2 separate regions of the Danio rerio genome follow, and region 1 is linked to region 2. Evidence: chromatin contacts called from public Micro-C data. All regions are on one chromosome and are shown on one strand. Each heading gives the region's core, a stretch centred on a gene start, on an enhancer-like site or on the middle of the called end of the contact. The rest is flanking DNA. Distances are from core to core; before and after follow the strand shown. Region 1 holds the start of wdr91 (WD repeat domain 91). Region 2 holds the start of LOC141379941.

Region 1 (3,456 bases), core at 727-3,226, 740 kb before region 2:
GTACGTACGTACGTACGTACGTACGTACACACACTCCCACACTGGCTCGCATGCACGTTTACACACATGGACGCATGCACCCACACTCACTCACATCCACGCATTTTTGCTCACACACACACACACTCTCACACACATGCTCACTTGAACACACACATACACGCACGTACGTACGTACACACACTCCCACACTGGCTCGCATGCACGCTTACACACATGGACGCATGCACCCACACTCACTCACATACACGCATTTTTGCTCACACATACACACACACACTCTCACACACATGCTCGCTTGAACACACACACACACGCACGCACGTACGTACGTACGTACACACACTCCCACACTGGCTCGCATGCACCCTTACACATATGGACGCATGCACCCACACTCACTCACATACACACATTTTTGCTCACACACACACACACATACTCTCACACACATGCCTGCTTGAACACACGCGCTTACACACACACTGACCCTGAAGCCCTTCTCCTTGTCTGTTTTGATCTCGGAGTCCAGGTGTTTGAGTGTGCTGGTGAAGCCTCGGTAGATCAGGTACTCTCTCACCAGATCATCTGTTCTCTCCACCGCAGACGCCATCACACACACTGCAACACACAAGACAGACAGACAGACAGAGCAAAATCTCAGCATTAGGTATCCAGTACAAACCCAAAAACCCTACGGCTTTATGTCCCGTTTACACTTGAGCAACTAAATGAACCCCAAAGTTTATTTAACTGGTTGTATTTTAATTACATTACAACATCGGTGCTGTGAAAGGAACCGTATAAAATGAAAAAAAGTTCCAGATCACGGGAAGTTTATCAGTATGGGAACAACACAAGCTCGGCATATACCATCAACGCTTTAGCACAATAACGAAATACCTTTTCAAAAATACCTAATAATTTGATTATCATTTATTCATATTATTTAAAATTTACTTCATGTATTCCCTGCAGAAAAAATCCAGCTTAAACCAGCCTAGGCTGGTAAGCTGGTTTTAGCTGGTCGACCAGGCTGGTTTTAGAGGGGTTTTGGTCATTTCCAGGCTGCTTTCCAGCCTGGTCTTAGCTGGAAACTGACCAGCAAAATCCAGCTAAAACCAGCTTGACCAGACTGGTTTAACCTGGACATAGCTGGTTTTGGCTGGGCTCCCAGCCTGGCTAGGCTGGTCAAGCTGGTTTTAGCTGGTCATCTCCCAGCCTGACCAGCTAAGACCAGGCTGGAAATGGCTGGAAACCAGCCTGGAAATGGCCAAAACCCCTCTAAAACCAGCCTGGTCGACCAGCTAAAACCAGCCAACCAGCCTAGGCTGGTTTAAGCTGTTTTTTTCAGTAGGGTTTTTATGTTGCTTAAAATATTAGTATTATATATTTAGTAATATATTTTAGTATTACTTTTAACATTACGCTTGAATGTATTTACGTTTGTGAGCTTATATTTAAGCTTCCTAACATTGTTATCTTTATTTTAACAGTGTTATAATATATGTACAAACACAGATCATGTGTATAAATGCGATGCTTTCCATGCACGAACTATTACATTGCATTCATTTAGATTAAGCTGGAGATTCCTCATCAATAAGCGCATATTAGAGGTGCTATCACACACACACACACTCACACACACACACACACACACACACACACACACACACACACACACACACACACACACACACACACACACACACACACACACAAAAGCCTCGTTTTAAATGCTGCTTCTGTAAAGCGTTTACATAAAATGACCAAACAGTAAATAACGAGTCTTCCAGTGTGTTTCTCACTCATGTGGATGCTCTGAGACAAACACGACTTCATGCATGACACGTGCTGTTCACTTCCGCTTTACATGTGGCTACATTTATCTACAAATACACGCAAATACAACATGTATACAATGGAAACAAATAGATTTATAAGGATTAAACAGGCTCTTACTTCACTGCCAGAAAGCGTTTCTTCCTGTTTTTGCCTTCTGCTTGTCATGTGACTGCTGGTGTCACGTGAAGTCTCCAGCGTCATGTGAAGATGTCAGCTGATCCTCCGCCAGAGGGCGCGCGTTAACAACAAACCGAACTTTAACACTCCCTTTAAAACACCGTGCAATGCTTTTAGTGTGTTTTAGCAAGCTGTTATGCAGTGCTGTGTTGTGCTTTCATTTTCAATTTGATGGGAATATCCACAGTTTGTTGGAAGACAAAGCCCACAACAATACAGAAATCAAGCACATTTCTACCACATTATTCGTTTTTCTACTTTTTTACATAATATGCATACACTAATTTTCCCTGTTTTATAAAAAAAAATCATATATTAAAAAATATAGAAAGATAATATATTATGATACACTCACCGGCCACTTTATTAGGTACACCTGTCCAAGTTGCTTGCTAACGCAAATTTCCAATCAGCCAATCACATGGCAGCAGCTCAATGCATTTAGGCATGTAGACATGATCAAGACGATCTGCTGCAGTTCAAAGCGAGGATCAGAATGGGGAAGAAAGAGGATTTAAGTGACTTTGAACGTGGCATGGTTGTTGCTGCCAGACGGGCTGCTCTGAGTATTTCAGAAACTGCTGATCTACTGGGATTTTCACGCACAACCATCTCTAGGGTTTACAGAGAATGCTCCGACAAAGAGGAAATATCCAGTGAGCGGCAGTTCTGTGGGCGCAAATGCCTTGTTGATGCCAGAGGTCAGAGGAGAATGGCCAGACTGGTTCCAGCTGATAGAAAGGCAACAGTAACTCAAATAAGCACTCGTTACAACCGAGCTCTGCAGAAGAGCATCTCTGAACACACAACACGTCCAACCTTGAGGCGGATGGGCTACAGCAGCAGAAGAGCACACCGGGTGCCGCTCCTGTCAGCTAAGAACAGGAAACTGAGGCTACAATTCACACAGACTCACCAAAACTGGACAATAGAAGATTGGAGAAACGTTGCTGCTCTGATGAGTCTCCATTTCTGCTGACACATTCAGATGCTCGGGTCAGAATTTGGCCTCAACAACATGAAAGCATGGATCATCCTGCCTTATATCAGCGGTTCAGGCTGCTGGTGGTGGTGTAATGGTGTGGGGGAGATTTTCTTTGGGTCCATTAGTACCAATTGAGCATCAACGCCACAGCCTACCTGAGCATTGCTGCTGACCATGTCCATCCCTTTATGAGCACAGTGTCTCCATCTTCTGACGGCTACTTCCAGCAGGATAACGCAGCATGTCATAAAGCTCAATCATCTCAGACTGGTTTCTTGAACATGACGATGAGTTCACTGTACTCAAATGGCCTCCACAGTCACCAGAGCTCAATCCAATAGAGCAGCTTTGGGATGTGGTGGAACGGGAGATTGGCATCATGGATGTGCAGCCGACAAATCTGCAGCAACTGTGTGATGCTATCATGACAATATGGAGCAAAATCT
Region 2 (3,653 bases), core at 937-3,436:
GAATATGTTTTAGAGCAGTGAGCACAATACCATGAAACCGTGATATTTTTATGCAAGGCTATCATACCGTCAGAATCTTTTACCGGCCCATGCCTATTTATGACCTACAAAACGACTGCAACGGATGTAAAGACAAGAAAAAAAATCTTTAGAAATAAAACATTAATCTTTATGTTTAAAAAAAAAAAAAAGACTGGATCTCACATTTTATCACATTTTGCAGAGTTCCCATATCTAATTCTTTCCAAATGTAAATGGTATGTATACTGTAAACACTGCAAGTCTGACCTGACAGACGTGGACATCGACTTCCAGAAACACAACCTGAGGATATTTGTTGCTCAACATGTTGAACGCTGGAGCTATTCTGACACAAGGACGACATCTGGACAGAGAAAAACACAAATGAGCCGGAGAAAAACACTGGACACACATGAACAGGACACAACAACATTACTTAAATGTCAAGTTTAGTGAATGTGCTTTTCAGGGTAGCTAATGGGTGGAAAGTGTCTAGTAAATTTCGATATGAACTTCTCGGGATTTTTGAAAACATTCCAAGAAACTATATGTTATATTATAATAATAATATAATAATTATAATAATAATAATATAATTATATTTTATATAAATTACTTGAAAATTTAGAGGAATTCATATAAACTTTTTATACAAACTTTTTTTTTTCTTATAAAACATAACTTTAAGGATTGATTCATTCATTTTTAGACAACACAATAGTGACATTTTAATCCCAGAAGTTTTTTTTTTTCCATATCGATCATTTCAAATCACAAAACAGTAAGCATTTATTAATTTGACACGCTTTCAATTTCAATATGCGTTAAATGACAACAGATTTATTTGAATTTTGGATTAATCTTTATCAGACTTTCACAGAATAAAACAAAAACATTAACATTTTACTCAAACCTACAGCTAATAAATCAATTAAACACAGTGGTACTTTATTTTCAAATTGTAGATACATACAACTTAGAATTATGCGGCATAATTAAATGAAAATGAAATAATTATCGTAATATTTCAACATTTGAAAGGTTTGCCTGGGTGTCGTGTTAAACACGGGCAAAACAAGTATATTCCCAAAGTGATTTGGTGAAAAATAAATCTCAATTGTTGTTGTTTTGAGCTATTGTTAACACGCTGATGTGTGTTTGCCAATTCAGGTCGGTGCTGTTCTGTTGTGTTCTCGTCCTCCTGTGTGTGTGTTTACAAAGTTATCCGAGTGTTGTTGTGTTCTCGTCCACCAGTCAGGTGTGTGTGTGTGTGTGTGTGTTTTGCAATATCATGTCAGTCAGTGTTGTGTTGTGGTCCTTTGGTCAAGTGTGTGTGTTGAGTCATGTCAAGATTGTTGTGTTGTGTTCTCGTGCAGTTGTATGTGTGTGTGTTTACTAAGTCATGCCAGTGTTGTGTTTTTGTCCTTCGGTCAGGTGTGTGTGTGTGTTATGTTAAGTCATGTCAAGATCGTTGTGTTCCCGTCCTCCTGTATGTGTGTGTATATGTTTACTAAGTCATGTCGGTGTTGTTGTGTTGTGTTTTGTCCTTCAGTCAGGTGTGTGTGTGTGTGTGTTATGCTTAGTCATGTCGGTTTTGTGTTGTGTTCACGATCTTCTGTATGTGTGTGTGTTTTGCAATATCATGTCAGGGTTGTGTTGTGTTCTGGTTTTTTGGTCGGGTGTGTGTGTGTGTGTGTGTGTGTGTTATGCTAAGTCCTGTCGGTTGTGTTCTCGTCCTCCTGTATGTGTGTGTGCGTGTGTGTTTACTAAGTCATGTCGGTGTTGTTGTGTTCTCATCCTTCAGTCAGGTGGTGTGTATGTGTGTGTTATGCTAAGTCATGTCAGGGTGGTTGTGTTTTGTTCTCGTCCTCCAGTCAGGTGTGTGTGTGTGTGTGTGTGTGTGTGTGTGTGTGTGTGTGTGTGTGTGTGTGTGTGTGTGTGTTTTGCTAAGTCATGCCGGTGTTGTTGTGTTCTCGTGTGTGTCTGATTTGCTAAGTCATGTCGGTGTTTTTGTGTTGTGTTTTCGTCCTCCGGTCAGTCTTAGTAAATGTGTGTGTGTGTGTGTGTGTGTGTGTGTGTGTGTGTGTGTGTGTGTGTGTGTGTGTGTGTGTGTGTGTGTGTGTGTGTGTGTGTGATCTGAATGAACCAGCGGCCTCACACACACACTCTCTCTCGCTCACTCACCCGCTCATGGTGAACTTCACCACGGTCAGTCTGGAACCCGCTCCGCTGAGCTCCGCCTGGAAATCCGAGTCATTCCCGATCACCTTGACCCCGACCATGACTCCAGCACACCGGGAACGAGCCGCTGATCACCGCGATTAATCAATCACCGCTAACCGGACAAATCGAGCAAAATCACCGAGCATTCGGCGCGGCACGACGCTTTTACCGGAACACGCTTCCTGTGTAGTGATGACGGAGGATACGAAACTGACCAATCACAGAGGACTCTGCAAGCGACGTCACTGGAATCGTTCGTGAGGTGTCGCAAAGCATTGCAACTGTCGTAATTGTTTTTTAATTATTATATTTTTAATTGCATGTATACGTATATCAATGAACACACATAAGCAATAACAGAAAAGGAGTACAACAATAAAATGAAAATGTAATATGACATGATTCAGCTACATGCAAAAGGTAATTGTAAGCCTTTTAAAATTAAGCATAGTTGTTTCGCTTTATTATTCCTTAATTAAGGCAAGGCGAGGTTATTTCTACAGCACATTTCACACATAATGGTAATTCAAAGCGCTTTACATAAACAAGAATAAAAGAAACAAGAAAATAAAAATTATTTAAATTATTTCAAATGATTAAAACAGATAAAACAGATTAACATGTGTTAAAACGTGTTATAAAAGAGTGAAAAAGAAAAGAAAAACGTAATAGTGCACTTAAATGTCACATTCCTGTGTAAAATGAGTAAAACTGTTTTTTACTGCGCAATTAAAATTACGATTAAAGGACTCCATAAATAATGAGAAATAATTAATTTAAAAACATATCTATATGGTTTTTAAAATTAATTTAGCATTTTTCTTTTCGTTGCTCACAGCAGAGTATTTGTTTATTTTATTGTGGATGTTTTTATAAACAAGTGTCCGAATTTATTCAGAACAAAAACAACGAACATGAAAAAATAATAAAATAAAATATATAAAATAATAAAGTAAAATAATTAAAAATTAATAATTAAATGATGTGTATTGTATTTCTTCTGAATGTGCGCTGAAAAATGTGGTTTGTTGGTAGAAGGGATACAGCTGCGGCCGGAAGTCAACGACAATTATTTGTATCATTTATAAAGTTTCCATGAACGTCTGTCTACCCCTAAACACTCACTGTAAATGTACAAACAGTTATTATAACGATAATTATTTATATTATTCATTATATTACCCATTAAATTGTATTTTATTAACGTCTACCCCTACTTTAACCTGTTTCGTAAAAACAGTTGCTATAACGATAATTATTTATTAATTTACCTATTAAATATTTTACTAACGAATACCCCAACCCTCATAGTAATGCAAATGGTTATTATAACGATAATTATTTATATTATTTATTCCATTTCTCATTAAATTGTATTTTATTAACGTTAAATATATATAATTGTTGTA

The links. Hi-C and Micro-C count contacts between places; a contact is called where the count stands out from the background.
Region 1: a Micro-C map of caudal fin shows a contact between it and region 2, with 4 times the contacts expected there. The contact joins the promoter of wdr91 here to the promoter of LOC141379941 in region 2. A contact is called at or near these places in 2 of 18 Hi-C or Micro-C datasets (caudal fin and hematopoietic stem cells) and 1 of 4 datasets of contacts at active chromatin or transcription factors (embryo).

What each region holds. Positions count from the first base shown.
Region 1 is chr21:2,103,059-2,106,514 of GRCz12tu, reverse strand. wdr91 (WD repeat domain 91) reads right to left here and starts at 1,976. Exons shown (of 16, transcript NM_205605.1): 1 at 1,966-1,976; 2 at 491-621. The coding sequence starts at 1,966.
Region 2 is chr21:1,365,132-1,368,784 of GRCz12tu, reverse strand. It overlaps LOC141379941, which reads left to right and starts at 2,186. Exons shown (of 4, transcript XM_073935671.1): 1 at 2,186-2,664. The coding sequence starts at 2,643. txnl1 (thioredoxin-like 1) reads right to left here and starts at 2,459. Exons shown (of 8, transcript NM_201138.2): 1 at 2,206-2,459; 2 at 289-385. The coding sequence starts at 2,303.